Regions from separate parts of the Danio rerio genome. Here region 2 is linked to region 1. The links are chromatin contacts, called in public HiCAR-type maps. All regions are on one chromosome and are shown on one strand. Each heading gives the region's core, a stretch centred on a gene start, on an enhancer-like site or on the middle of the called end of the contact. The rest is flanking DNA. Distances are from core to core; before and after follow the strand shown. Region 1 holds the start of glra1 (glycine receptor, alpha 1). Region 2 holds the start of g3bp1 (GTPase activating protein (SH3 domain) binding protein 1).

The links. HiCAR-type assays count read pairs that join an accessible place to other places.
Region 2: a contact with region 1 is called in a HiCAR-type map of caudal fin, with 2.3 times the contacts expected there. The contact joins the promoter of g3bp1 here to the promoter of glra1 in region 1. A contact is called at or near these places in 2 of 4 datasets of contacts at active chromatin or transcription factors (caudal fin and embryo).

What each region holds. Positions count from the first base shown.
Region 1 is chr14:30,088,097-30,095,762 of GRCz12tu, reverse strand. It overlaps glra1 (glycine receptor, alpha 1), which reads right to left and starts at 4,153. Exons shown (of 9, transcript NM_131402.1): 1 at 4,015-4,153. The coding sequence starts at 4,061.
Region 2 is chr14:30,204,968-30,212,633 of GRCz12tu, reverse strand. It overlaps g3bp1 (GTPase activating protein (SH3 domain) binding protein 1), which reads left to right and starts at 3,047. Exons shown (of 12, transcript NM_199956.1): 1 at 3,047-3,161; 2 at 4,278-4,394; 3 at 4,479-4,560; 4 at 5,472-5,645. The coding sequence starts at 4,300. LOC141377524 (a long non-coding RNA gene) reads right to left here and starts at 2,839. Exons shown (of 2, transcript XR_012389767.1): 1 at 2,709-2,839; 2 at 1-153.

The DNA of each region.
Region 1 (7,666 bases), core at 2,904-5,403:
GCTTTAGTCAAATAACGCGTTGATTGTTTCTCACACGTTAAGAAACACATTTCATTGTGTTTAATGTACAATTCTGCAATGCCAGCATAATGAGATTAGCCATGGCATGCCAGATTATTGAGTCTCTCCCACAGCTTTTCTCCATCACTATAGACTCTTCACGCAAACACGCTATTCTTTGTGACACTGTGAAATTTGAGGATACAGTCTCTATTAGTTTTGCTTTCCTGCATAGCCATCTCACTGCACTGACACACAGGAGAGAGTCAGCTGGATACATACTGTAATGTGCATCTTTCGTAATTAATAGTTTCACTGATCAAGGCAGCGCTGAACAAATGAACCTTGATCGATGCCGGTCAAAGCAGTGGAGAGGGCCTGATCTTTCTGCTGATGCAGCAGGAACCAAACCAGAGCATCCTGCCAGAAAATATATGCAAACAACCCAGAGACCTGCATACTTTAAATGCGAGGATCCAATCATTAGCCCTAAGTGTAGCTCATTATGTTCTTAGGACCACTGATGAACACAATCCCTATTGATCGTGTAACACTCAAGAAATCAAAGGCCTCTCTGGCACCAAGATGGCATTTCTTCAAGCCGCACTCAATTTGTCAATGCGGCTACAAAACTGAAGGACAGAAGAGAACATTTCAGTACAAGCCCAAAGGTGCTCCAACTGCTACCGCATATATCGATGAATAAAAACCTTTTCAGACATAAAGAACGATCCGAAATCAAAAGAAGCATCTCTAGTGATGGGTCAGTGCTATTTGTGGTATGATTCTGTCTTTGATTATTAATGAGGCTTCAGCAGTTAGGAACAAACCTTCCTAAAAATAAACCGACTATATATAGGCTTTTTGTTCTTCAGATACTGAACTAGCCATCCTTTCAGTCATTTACATTCACTTTTAATGAGGGAATTGGGAGAGTATAGATATGCATCTGCTTCTGTTTGATTGCTGTCGCTACCTGCTCAATAGAGAGACTGAAAATAAACTGATGCTAATCTCTTATAGTAAGTATTTTAGTAATTAATTGAAGCAAATGCAATTATTTCAGTTTTTATCATGAAGATATTTGACAAAAACACTAATGTAAATTTTCATGAAATGGGTTTTCATGAAAACTGGTACTCAAATGACATTGTATACTTAATACACAAAAAAGGGGGAGTACAAGGACATTGGCAAAGGACTACAGAAAGCCCTTGCTTTTCATTTTTTCTGCTTATACGAAACGTACAGTACAGCACAATCACAAAGCATTCATATTATTTATTTAAATGGTTGTGATGGCATATCCTTTACTTCTAGAAATGCAGATAAATAGTATTTATAAGCCTGTGTGATTAATCGAAATTGAAACGCAATCGCAATTTGAAACGTTACGATTAGTTCTAATTTTCCCCGCCTAGAGCATATACATGACTGCCGTCTGTGTGTGATACTCTTACTAGCCAATTGAGTGAGCACACTTTCGTTCTGCCCAATCACATTTGCACAACCGAACTATGCGGAATGCCCACAATAAAAAAACAAAACAAAACAAAAAAATAGGAAAGCGTGAACAATTGTGAAAGTGGCGTCTGCTGCTTTAGAAGCATTAATAGACACATAAAAGAAAAACAGAACATCAGTAATATAGGAATATTTTGGTTTCAAAGTCACAGACACCAAACAAAAACAGGTAATTTTCAAGAGCTGTCGCAGAATTGTTGTCACAGCTTGCAGATTATTGACCTGAAGCTTGACTATGAAATTAAATTGCAAATCAAATTGCAATAGCGATATCTGTCAGAAAAATCTCAATTAGATATTTTCCCCAAATCGCACAGCCCTATTTATAGGTATACTTTTTTACTGTTTATGTAGCATAATATAAAACAATTATATTTAAATTTGACTTGATATAATGATATTTCTTTTAATGTTAGATTAATATAATATTTAAGTAGTCCTTTGGTAGATTTCATTGGGATAAAATACGGTTTGCTCAGCATATGTATTATGAGGTGTATATATTGGATAGGCATGGGACAACAAAATTTTAAAACAGCCAAAATTTCCTGTTATACCATTCCTACGTAATAAAAAGTATTTTTTATTTACATTTTCTTTTATCTCCAGCAGAAAAGACATCAAAGATGCCGGTTTAACATTGAAACTATATATAGCCTGACATGTTTACTATTACAAATTATTTTAAATGTTTCTCAAAATAAAATATATTGTGTTCAAAGGGGAACAAAGTTTTAGTTTTTTCCCCAGACATTTAAAAAGAATATATTTTAATATATTTTAAAGCAGTAATCATAATACCGTGAAACCTTGATATTTCTATCCAAGGTTATCATACCGTCAGAATCATATACGGGCCCATGCCTAATATTGACTACAGCCATTGATTGGATTACTGCACACAACTACCTGCATATGTTAGTATGACATCACAATGACATAACGTCATGTGTGCTTTATGCATGCCTTGTGTTTTAGCAGCTCTGGTGACATGCACACCGCAGCCTCTCACAAGACAATTCCTGCATGGACAAAAATGTGCACTCTAATATGAAAATCAATTAGAGATTCAAATCATAGAGCAAACTATTTTTGTGTACAATTTGTATTCGTCAATGGAATTAGCATTGACAGAGTGATCAATGTTTAGTAATATGTCTGCATGTGCAATGAGGTTGGGGTGCAGGCTGAGACTGGGAAAGAGATATCAATTAACAGGCTCTGCAAAGTTCAGCAGCAAGAGCTGAGACTGCAATATCCTGATTCTAGTTCATTAACTAAATAGTGCCCATAGAATGCAAAATAATTACTGCAAGCCACTGGCCAGATAAGGTGAAAATGCTTCACAATGTGCTTGTTTTATAGAGGATTCTTGAGATAATCAGTGTTTTGATTCAATAATCCATATGTGGAGGGCTCGAAATAGATTGCATCTGCAAATTAATAATTTGTGCAAAAACAAAAAAATTAACAGGCCTATATTTTAGTGCCATGTATATGGCTCAGTCATTTTACGCATACTTGTATATTAAACAAAAACAAATATTGTGCATAAGAATATATATTAATATATTCCACAACACAGTTTCCATTGTTTAAGTTGAGAATTATGAATGTTATGGATTCTTAAATAATGCTTAGGGTTCCACAGAAAAAAGAAAAAAAAAAAGAAAAAGAAAAATATATAGGTCTAGTGTGGAATTTTTTACATAATTTCAAAAACATTTTAATATCGTTTCACAAATTAAAAGTTTACAACTTTATTGCGTGTTAAATACATGGTAATCGATGTTACGTGACGATGTAACCATGGCAACAGAGCTTGATTATTCTCTACCAATAAAATAATAACAATAAAAACAACAACAATAATAATAATAATAATAATAATAAATAATAATAATAATAATAGTAACAAAAATACAGACATTATTTATGGCATTGATTTTACACAACACAATACAAAAATGCTAGTGCATCTTTATAACGGTTTATCGCTAAGTGCGTGAGGGTTGCTAAAAGGCTGAGCAGCACAAGACAAATTAATTATATTATAGATTTACAGTTAGTCATTTATAATTTATAAAAAAAATCAATTATTCTGAAAGTTATTTTGCTTCCACTTAATTGTTTGTTAAATAGGTAAGTGACTTTCCTTCATAAGCCTGTTGATAACTTTCTATCCACTAAATGACCACTAGTGTTCGCTGTTTAGTCAAATTTAAAAGGAATCCTTACTTCTTCTGACTTGGATGAATGACACGGAATTATGACTTAGTTTATTTTTAATTAGCAGGCATTATATTTCATCAGATGAACCAGCAGGCCACGGAGTCAATCACTGCTACATGGCATCTCATCTACCTTCTTAAACAGAACATTCTCAGGAAAAGTAGCTAAAGAAATCATCTATTTCAATGGAAAACAATGAAATATTGTGTTTGAGTAAAAAACAATAACACTTTTGCATCAAAACAAGGTGATACGTACCTGAAAAATACAATAGTTTCCCACAAATAAATCCCGAGTGCGAACATTGTGTCAGGTTGGAGATGAGTGGATGTAGTTAAGCTACAGCTCAGCGCGCCCTACAATTCCTTCTTCTCGCACTTCTGAGGTGAACAATTCGTCCTTTGCTCGTTTCAGATTCCCAAAAAGGCCAAACAAATCTCAAGAGCATACAGACGAGCTGGTCATTTTCCCGACAGCGACTGTGTAGGTGAAGCGGAGCTCCTGTTTCACGCGGGTTGCGGAATTTCAGGTGGAAGAAGCGGCGCTGTGGAAAAAACTCGACGAGATAAATTCAGATGTTCATTCCGGACGATCCATAGCAGCATCAGATGCGCAGTCGCCAAGAATATTCACAGACGCTCCATCGCAAACATTTGAAAGAAACGAAACTATACACTATACCTCCTCGCAGCCATCAAAGTCATTGGGGAAATATACATATGCGTCTGCTCTTTCCCTCCGCGCTTCTTTGTACATGCATCCCAATGAAGAAATGTGTCGCTTTCGAGCCACACGTTAGTTTTAGCTACCTCTGGCTGAGGTAGTCTGATTTAGTGCGTACTTGTTTCCCAGGGGTGAATTGTTAGTGCTGCATGAAGCTACTTCCATTGTCTGGTCCAGTTAGGAGACGCTGCTCATTTTGTTTTTGTCTCGAATCCTCGTCAGAAAAGCCCAAACGTTGATATTTCAGTACACAGAGTCTGTTCCATCGCTCACAAGCCTCTCAGCCCCTCAGTATTTCTTGCTGCAGTCATTTACTAAACTCAAAAAGCACCTCACACACTCTCAACACACGCCCACATGCTGCTGTCATTGGTCTGAATGGCACTCCAGACAAATGCCCCCTCCACGGATTGGCGAGGGGCACTGCCATATGTTGGACTTGGAGGGCTACGCTCTTTTGGCTTAGTAGCTATATGAATTATGTATGGCACAGTTTTCAAAACATACTACCAAAAGGGACATGGCAGAGAGCTGCAGTGAATAACTCGTTGCCTATTTCTGAGCAAGCAGTTTGCACTTGTGTTTATTGCATTGTTTAAAAGATCAAGGATAAACTAGCCTATACCAAAAATTGTTTGTTAAAAAGTTTTTTTAATAAAATTATTGGCTAATAAACAAACAAAAACAAATAAAAAATACTAAATTAGAAAAACACAAATAATTGAAAAGGATAAACTTCATTGACATCATGCATGGCATCTTGTCTAACACTATAAGTAAAGTAATAAGTAGGACTCAGCAGAATCAGCGGATATTTTGTTAAAAAAAATGTATCTGCGGATTTATGCGGAATGATTTTAGGAGAATCATAACTACAAACTTAACATATAAAAAAAAAAAAAAAAAAAAATATATATATATATATATATATATATATATATATATATATATATATATATATACATTTTTAACTTTTATTTGATGTTTACAATGCAAATCCAATTAGATTCACTTATTTGGTAAACAAAACAAGTCTCTTTTATATCTATTAAAACACAGACAATATTCATTTACAAACTATATTGTACATAAATCATATGATCATTTTAATATTACTATTATTATATTATAATAATATTAGTTAAATTAATTTAAAAACTGAATTAAACTTAACTAAAGTAAATACATGTGAAAGTAATATGTTGCTTAGCAATACATAAGTTAAAAATATTAATTAGGCTATTTATTTTGTATTTTATTTTGAAAAAATATATATATTTTTTTATTGATCAATGAAAATCTTTAAAATCTTAAATGATTTATGAAAAATTTTTTTATAGCTATCATCAAAATAATATAACTTTTATCAGTGTTAATAATAAGAAACTGAAACTGCTGGGGCTGTTTCACTTTTACTAGAACTTCTATGTTAAGCTTCTTTGACACAATCTAGATTAGAGATGCCCAAACTAGTGCCCGCGGGCCAAAGTTGGCCCATGGTAACCTTTGATTTGGCCCACCGTCCCATCTGGGGAGAAAGAGAGAATGACAAATATTGATAGATTTAACAGATATTATCATTTCTGATTTAACTTGACATTTAGTTTGTTTTATTGTTAAGCCACAAAAAAGCTAGCTGAAGTTAAATTTTTCAATCAAATGTTGTAAATGAATAAGATTTTTAGATTTTAGTCAGATTTTTCATTTTTATTTTAAATACTGTCACTTGACAGAGAGAGAACAATGCACAAGACATTGGCAACTTTACTAGTGTATACAGCGTTGAACTCCATTGTGTTATAACATGAATTGTAATGTTTTTTTTTTTTTGTAATAAATTCATTATAAGGTGTAAAAAGAAATAATGCATTAGGTAACTTGATTAAAGTATTTTTTTGCTATGAATTTTTATATATTGTGAAATAAATTAGGAAATTACCCATGGCGACTTTAATGCAATACATTTAACTTCGGCCCACAACCATCATGTTTTGTTTTTGGCCCTTCATAAGAAAATGTTTGGGTACCTCTGATCTAGATTGTAAAAGCATCATATAAAGATTGAATTGAACTGAATGATTGGGGTTTACCCATATTTGACACAATCATACATATTCAGAGAGTAAGCAATGATATTGTGGAGTAAATAAAAAAAGACCAAAGTCATTATGATGGTATTACAATTTTAGCTTAGAAGACAGATTTCACAAAACATATCATTTCAAAGGTTCTTGAACTTGGCATTTGTAACTGAACCCTTTGCTACAGAGAAAACACACATTGGTATAATTGGACTTATGAGTCAAAACTGTATAGTTCCCATGTGACAACAAGCCTCTGCCTCCCATTTCTTCATTGTTGGAGCACACATCAGAAGTTATGCAGAGTTTCACAAGCCCGTCCAACTCAATGTCAGAGCACTGCAGGCATAACAACAAGCGTCATGTTTGCCAGTGCAAAGCTGCTAAAAAACAAACAAACAAACATGATGTAATCCTAAAAACGTGTTTTCAAAAAAAAGCACTGCTATAGTGTAATATAGTCAGCATCCCTATACAGTTGAAGTCAGTATTATTAGCCCTTCTGTGATTTTTCTTTTTTCTTTTTCGAATATTTCCCAAAAGACGCTTAACAAGCAAGGATTTTTTTTCACAGTATTTCCTATTAAATTGTTTCTTCTGGAGAAAGTCTTATTTATTTTATATTGTTTAGAATAAAATCAGTTTTACATTTTTTAAGGTCATTATTATTAGCCCTCTTAAACAATATTTTATTTGATTGTCTACATAACAAACCACTGTTATACAATGCCTATTTACCATATTGTGCCTACTGTAATTACCCTACTTAAGCCATTAAATGGCATTTTAAGCTGAATAATAGTATCTTGTAAAATATCTAGTAAATTATTATGTTCTGTAATCATGGCAAAGATAAAAAGAAATCAGTCAGAAATTAGATATGAAAACTATTGTTAGAGGGCAGCACGGTGACGCAGTGGGTAGCACAATCGCCTTACAGAAAGATGGTGCTGGTTTGAGCCCCAACTGTGTCAGTTGGTGTGGAGTTTGCATGTTTGCCTGGGTTTCCTCTGGGTGCTCCGGTTTCCCCCACAAGTCCAAAGACATGTGGAATAGGTGAATTGGGGAAATTAAATTGTCCGGAGTGTATGTGTATATCTCATACC
Region 2 (7,666 bases), core at 1,798-4,297, 120 kb before region 1:
TTTACCCAGTCACCAGGCTTACCCTTCCAGCCAGACACTCACATCAGGAATCTCAAACAATGGCAGAGCTCCAGCCAGAACACTGTGCACCGTTCAGCCCATTTCAGCAGCAGGGAGGAGGAGTAAAACGCTCTTCTAAACTCCTTATTAACCCTGAAAACAGAATGCACAAAACCCACAATAAATACTAACATTATTGAACAGAAATCAATCAGAAATATCCTATTTTTGTACTTGCTTTTTGTCAAAATTATGAGACACTTCATCGGTCACTATCAATGTCAGAAACTATTTCAATGTCAGAAACTACATATTTTCAAAACCTAAGTATGTTGAGTCGAAGTCTTTGTGTTGAGACTAATACTTTTTTAATTACATTTATAGTATACTGGATTTGAAATATAAATGTGTTTTGATGAAATACTTTACTTTTAAAACAAAACAATTTTTAGTGAAACTTAAATGTCACTAATTAGTAAAATAATGTCTGTTTTTTTTCTGCATAATATGAATACATGCATGTAAAACTGAAACAGCACATATTATTACTTGCACATATTTAAATATAAAAAAGAACAAATAATTAAATATCATTTTTATTACATCTTGTGAAATTGGTAAACCTTGTGGTTTGAAGGATACAGTGACAAAGATTTAAAATGATAATTAATTATGGCTGCACTGTTTCCCTTATAGAGTATTTTATGTCTTCTTAAAATCATGGCATAAAGGGATTTTTCTGTTAAGGCATTTATTTATAAGTCATTTATTAATATATATATATATATATATATATATGCAAACACATATAACACACATATATCTGAACATGCTGGGCTGATTCATACAAAATTATATTATTTTTAAATTTAGTTTGAGATATTATATGAACTATCTCTTCCACTTATACAGCAATTAATAAACAGCTAAATCTTATTTATTCTCATCTAATATGAACAGAGCCAAGAGGTTAATCTTTAGTCAATCATCTTAAACTGGAAATATTTATTTAAACACACAATTTCCATAAAGCTGTTCTGAGTTCTTATATAATAGTATTTGGTTGATGGTTGGCTTAAATATAATACGTAAATGATCTGTTTCGCTTTTTAACTTTTTGTACTATGATGAGTTGTATGACGCCCCCTAACGGACAATATAGCCTATCTCAATATATTCACATTTACAAATCACAATGCAGTTCACAGCAGTTGAACTACATTCAGGTAAAGTTGGTTTTATATTCGTACATTCGTTCAGTGACAACTTGTGACATGCTCCCCATATTGTTTACCATGGTACTTTGAATATTTGGTTTGAAATCACTTGTAAGGATGACAAAACAACATTAGCACTATTTATTTCACTGTGAACAATTTTGTGTATAATTGGCTGCTAATAGGATTTCACTATTCAGAATTTCCAAAGAATAAATGTAATTCTGAATGTGTGAAAGTAAAATAAGTAAAATCAACTTTACCTCAATTCTAACTACAATCAGAATTATAAGCACCCCTGTTTATTTTCCCTAATTTCTGTTTAACTGATAGCAGATTTTTTTTCAACATATTTCTAAACATCATAGTTTTAATAACTCATTTCTAATAACTGATTTATTTTATCTTTGTCATGATAACAGTACATAATTTTTGACTAGATACTTTTCAAGACGCTTCTATACAGCTTAAAGTGACATTTAAAGGCTTAACTAGGTTATTTAGGTTAACTAGGCAGGTTAGGGTAATTAGGTAAGTTATTGTATAATGATGGTTTGTTCTGTAGACAGTCGAAAAATGTTTAGCTTAAAGGGGCTAATAATTTTGACCTCAAAATCTTTTTTAAAAAAATTAAAAACTGCTTTTATTCTAGCCGAAATAAAACAAATAAGACTTTCTCCAGAAGAAAAAATATTATCAGACATACTGTGAAAATTCACTACTGACCTACTGTATTGTCGTTAAATAGAGAAAACATTTACAATTAACTTTTATTCTAAATCTTAAACCTTATTTTTGATATAATAAACCTATAAAAAGGCTTGAAGCACCGCGAAAGGCCCATATTAAAATTAATTTGAAAGCTAAATTGGCTATTTTTGTTATCCATGAATTTTCAAATAAAATCTAAAATTATGAAGCTCTATATTATTATTATTCTGTTTTAATTTTTTATTATTCAAGTGGCCAAATTTTGAATGAGGAAAGTTAAAGCTCCACTTTTGAGAAAAAGAACCACCCCATTTCATCATGCTGACTATGGGCTTGACATATATATATATATATATGTCATAAATATATATATATATATATATACATAAATATATATATATATATATATATTTAAGACATTAATGTGATAGTTGACCCAAAAATAAAAAAATCTGTCTCTTCCATCTTTTACTACTCGATGACTCTTTACTTGCTTGTTCAAACCTTTCGGTAAATAACATTAGGTCATTACTGAGGCTGAAAAAATTGTTATGTTGCTATATATGAATATTGCTATATTATGTCTATATAACTGTAGAAATAACTTTCAATAATAATTTTAATTAAATCAAAAGCCCTGTCATTAATTATCTAATTACATAAATGAGTACAACACAGTACAAAATGTCTTGTCTTGCTTTAGATGAAGACTTGTTGACATTTTCTTAATCATCTACTCTTTCTTTTCTTTACTCTTTGGCGCTTTCTCAAATGACTTACATTGGCAGTTGAATGTTTGTAGTGTACAGTTTCTAATGTGCACGGAAATCACCAAGTAACTCATAGTTTCGCAAACAAAAATGCGCACAGTAACAACACGGTCAGCATCGGCAGCTGCGCAATGGCTCACCACATAGTTCACGTACGTGCGGGACAGACAAACTTGCTATGATCATTTCTTTCACCCACGTTTTCAGTTGGGTAATTTTAGGGGGTTTACGGCAGAACGAATTATGATAGGATGGGGGGTTCCAATGCGGTGTTCTGATTGGCTGCTGGGTTCTGCGATCATGTGGGCCGTTGAGTTTAGTAGGCGCTGCTGTGAAACCGGCAATTCGCCACACGCGCTGCTGCCAGTGTCTCAGCTAAAAGCTTCACAGCTACCGGCGCAGGAGGTGCTTCACCTAAATCACGTCAAACTCTTCCCAAAAACACATTACTGATTCCCTTTCGGTAAGTTCACTTTAGCTTTTTAAGTTAAATATGTTCTACAGTTTATTTTTCACTACATCTTTTTTGTTCTTGTGCGTTGCGTACTGCTTTCTGTTAGCTCCTGCGCAGCTAATAGCCATGTGCTTAAAGTATGTGATTAATCTAATATAGAGGTATAGTTCCGGTAGTTTTTGTATAAAAAATATTTCATATTATGAATGCTATGATTATTTCAGACGATTAAAAGGTCAAATCCGCCTTAGGTCGCTGGCTGGGTCTTTTTGTTAGTCGACGCTGTGAGGATTAGCTTTAGCTGCATTTGCTTGACCACCAGCCGACATTTCCGACAAAGAGGGAGCACACGTTCACGGTGTCGTTAGGGTGTGTTACGCTTCTTCTGATGTTTAAGATCAGTTTAACAAAATTTCTGCGTATTGTGTTGTCATTCGATATATATTACGATCGTGTAACATTAATTGAAGTCAGCGCGGTAACGTTACTGGGCACGTGCCTGATTCATGAATGGCGAATGAAGAATTCTAGGACGTGGATTAAATTGTGACCTTGATCAAGTAGTTTTCGTTAACCTTTCGAAAACGAAAGAAATATTGATTATCTCTTAGGTACGGGGCTCAAGATGGCAACGCGTCGCTGTTGTCCAGGCCTACTTGGCTCAACCTTACAATGAATTCATCAGATTGAAACAGTTTTCCAATAGGAATAATTTCCCACCCTTCACTAGGAGTTAAAACATCTAATTGAACTGCTGTTCTTTTAGGGCGCGACGGAAATGTATAGACGCTGTTGTTAAACGTCCTCATTGCGTCTAACGTTACGTCTTCATGAGCTTAACAAAGGGATTTGTTTCGGTTTCAACAAGCGGCCTGTCCCGATTTCCTTCATCAAATATCGTTTATAGCGGTTGATATTCAAATGAGTTCCGTCAGGAATGGGAGTTGCCTCTATCAGGATTTTCAAATCCAGATAACGTTAGCTTTCCTCTGAAGGACGCATAAGGAGATGTCGCAGGGCAGTTCCTTTTGTGGTCCTCAAGAAGCAACCATGTGTCTTTGGAACCACATAAGGGTGAAGAAACAGTGGAGGTGCTTTTTTTATAATAAGTCATTTTTGTTTTAGTTGAAACCAGTTGACCAAAGAAATGGTGATGGAGAAGCCAAGTGCCCAGCTTGTCGGGCGAGAGTTTGTCCGACAGTATTACACCCTGCTGAACCAGGCTCCTGACTACCTGCACAGGTGACTTGCCCTTTGTTAACGTATAACATTCCTTTTTTTGGTAGTTTATATTGCAGTAAAGCTAAACTTTGCTGTTGTCTTAAGGTTTTATGGCAAGAACTCCTCATATGTACATGGTGGACTGGACAACAATGGAAAACCAGCAGAAGCAGTATATGGACAGTCTGTGAGTATTATATTACAGTTGTTGTGAATTAAGTTGCCCCTTTTAGACTATTATAACCGAACCTAACATTGTTTTAGAGGTTTTCTGGAATAAGTTTTGTGCGTCTTGGGTAAAAAAAACCCCCACATTTTTGCTTTTTTTAAGATACATTTCACATTACTTCTAAAAGATTTTTCAAATAATTAATTTGAAGACAGTCTTTAAAAACCTTTATTTCCATAAGCTATTTTGTGCCAGTCTATAAACAACAGAGAGTTCAGTTTAAGCATTTACAAGCTTGCATGAGAGAGGATTTAATCATCTACGCCTGAATAAGCCCAACTTCCCTTTACAAACCAATAAGACCACCTTTTAACCATTTTTTTAGCAAATGCTGTGCAGTGCTGCAGTGACTTCCTCATCCTGAGTGAAGCATGATTGTGGGTGTACCCTTGGTCTTGAATGTGCATGCTCTACCATGTAAAGTGGTCATCATGGAGTTCCTCTTTGACACCAGGGAGAAAAAAAATCCAAATCAAGTTTCAATCAAGAGCAAATTTTAATAAAAAATAATCCATATGTGCACAAAAATATTTCCATTTTGTGAATTAAATCAGAATCTAACTCTTACATGGTTTAGATGAATCTGCAGGAATTGAAACTATTAATCCAACAACCAATCATATTTGTTTATCACTGACGCACTTAAAGTTTTGGGGTTTGCTTCACCAATAAACCTCTCCATTTTGAATTAAAGATGCAAAATGTTTAATTTAAAGATTTTTACACCCTTTATATCTCGCAATTCTCTATTTTACACTTCATGTAAAGTACATATTGAATAAATGTTATGTGAAAATGTGAGATATGGTAGCTGCTCTTATGTAATTCGGTGCTGTAAATCATTTTTTATTCTTCTCTCATGTGAACAGGAAATCCATAAGAAGGTGATGGCTCTAAGCTTCCGTGACTGTCACACTAAGATCAGACATGTCGATGCTCATGCCACCCTGAACGAGGGAGTGGTGGTTCAAGTTTTGGGGGAGTTGTCCAATAACATGCAGCCCATGAGGAAGTTCATGCAGACATTTGTTTTGGCACCTGAGGTACGAACATTCCTTCATAAATGTGTTATCTGATAAAATTGCTAGCATGTCCTGAGGTGAATTAAACTATTGTGTATTTGAAAAATAGTTTTCATGCTATCATAGATTTATTGTACTTATCTGCATTGGCAGATGTTCATGGATCAGTAAAATGGAAGTGAATATGCCAACTGGCATAATAGGAATCATTGTAATATTTAAAGCAGGGGTCTCAAACTCAATTTACCTGGGGGCCGCAGGAGGCAAAGTCTGGGTGAGGCTGGGCCGCATAAGGGATTTTACAAAAAAAAAAGTCCTCAAATGTCATTATTAAGTTTTAATTATTTCTTCTGAACATGAAGTGTCCTGAACATTAATAGAACATTGAGTGAAGATTATGAACAGTTCTTCTGAACATGGCATCTTTTGCCTACTCCTTGCTGCCAGAGACTTGACAGTGCTTCTCACAAATCTGAACCACATTTGGCTTTAGAGCGGAAGCAGTTGAGACCCTCAGTATGGCTTGCGGGAACTCACTCAAAACTTCCATTCCCTCACCTAAAAAAAAGGCGTATATATGTATAAATAAAACACCCCCACCCCACTCCAGTCACATCAGTTTGTACCAGTCTGTATCTACCTATAATATATATAAGATGCAGGCTATAGCTAGGTAGGTGGCAGGATGCAGATAGGTAGCTAAGTGGCAGGCAGGGGCGGGAACAGCTTACCTTGGTTCTGGCCGGCGCGAGTTCCCTCCTACACTGACGTCACAGCTCTCTCTCCCCGCTCCGCTGATTCTGTCAGTGTACAGCGGTCGGCGCGGGCCACAAAATATTGCACTGAGGGCCGCAAATGGCCCGCGGGCCGCGAGTTTGAGACCCCTGATTTAAAGGATTAGTTCAACCAAAAATAAAAATGATTAATTCGTTCCAATCCCATTGGACTTTCATTCATCTTCAAAACACAATTTAAGATGCTTTAGATTGAGTTCTGAGAGCTTTCAGACCGTCTTTAAAAACCAAGAGTTGTGAGATTTTCAAATTTCAGAAAAGAAACCAAAAGCATTACATATGACTTCACTGGTTCGACTGTAAATATATGAAGCTACAAGAACACGTGTGCTAAATAAAACTGTAAACATGACATTTACCAATGTTTTTTTTTTTTTTTACTTTGTTAGTTAGTCAGGGTGCATGTTTAATAAGGAGATATGTGTTTTATGATATGGAGATGAGTAAAGTCAGCAGTGCTACACGCAAGCATTGTTTTGCATGCAATAAACATGCACTGGGGACTTGACATGGCTGAAGAGGACATAAATGAGTTTTCATTTCAATGAACTTACCCTTTAATAAAAGTAGTGTTCAGATTTAGTTAAACTCATAATTTTTATATACATTTGTATATTTTAGGATTGTAATGTATGTCAGAATAAAACAAAATGATTGAGAAATATAGACGTTAGGGCTTAGTGTTTTGCTTTAATTATTGTGCATCATCGATAGAGTTGACCAGTTACAAGTTTTTTTGTAAAGATTAACATGCTTTGAGAATACTCAACTAGTGATATTAATGGTCATGACTTTGATTTATTTAATTTGACCATTTCCTTTTTACTTAACGGATAATTTGCATTTAATGCGTGTTCGTTAATGTACATACTCATATCCTTTTATTACATTTTAAATATAAAGATCAAGCATATGAACTGACTGCAATATTTCAAGATAGTGTACCACTAATTGACCACTAAACCTTCCAGATTGATAGAGTGGTTTTATTTTTATGAAGAGTATCATCCAGTGATTCTAGAAAGTGTCTTAATATAACACCTCCATATCTAATTTTCAGCACATGCTGATTCAAGGGCAATGATTTAAGATGTCTTGACCAAACAGTCAGCAGTCCTTTGATTCCGTATGGGAAGCTATTGGTTTGAAACTGCAAACTATTCTAAAATAATATTCTTTTGTATTTATACATTTTTTACAGAGAATTGTTCATTAAATACTAATATGCACAGGTGAATGGGGTCAGTG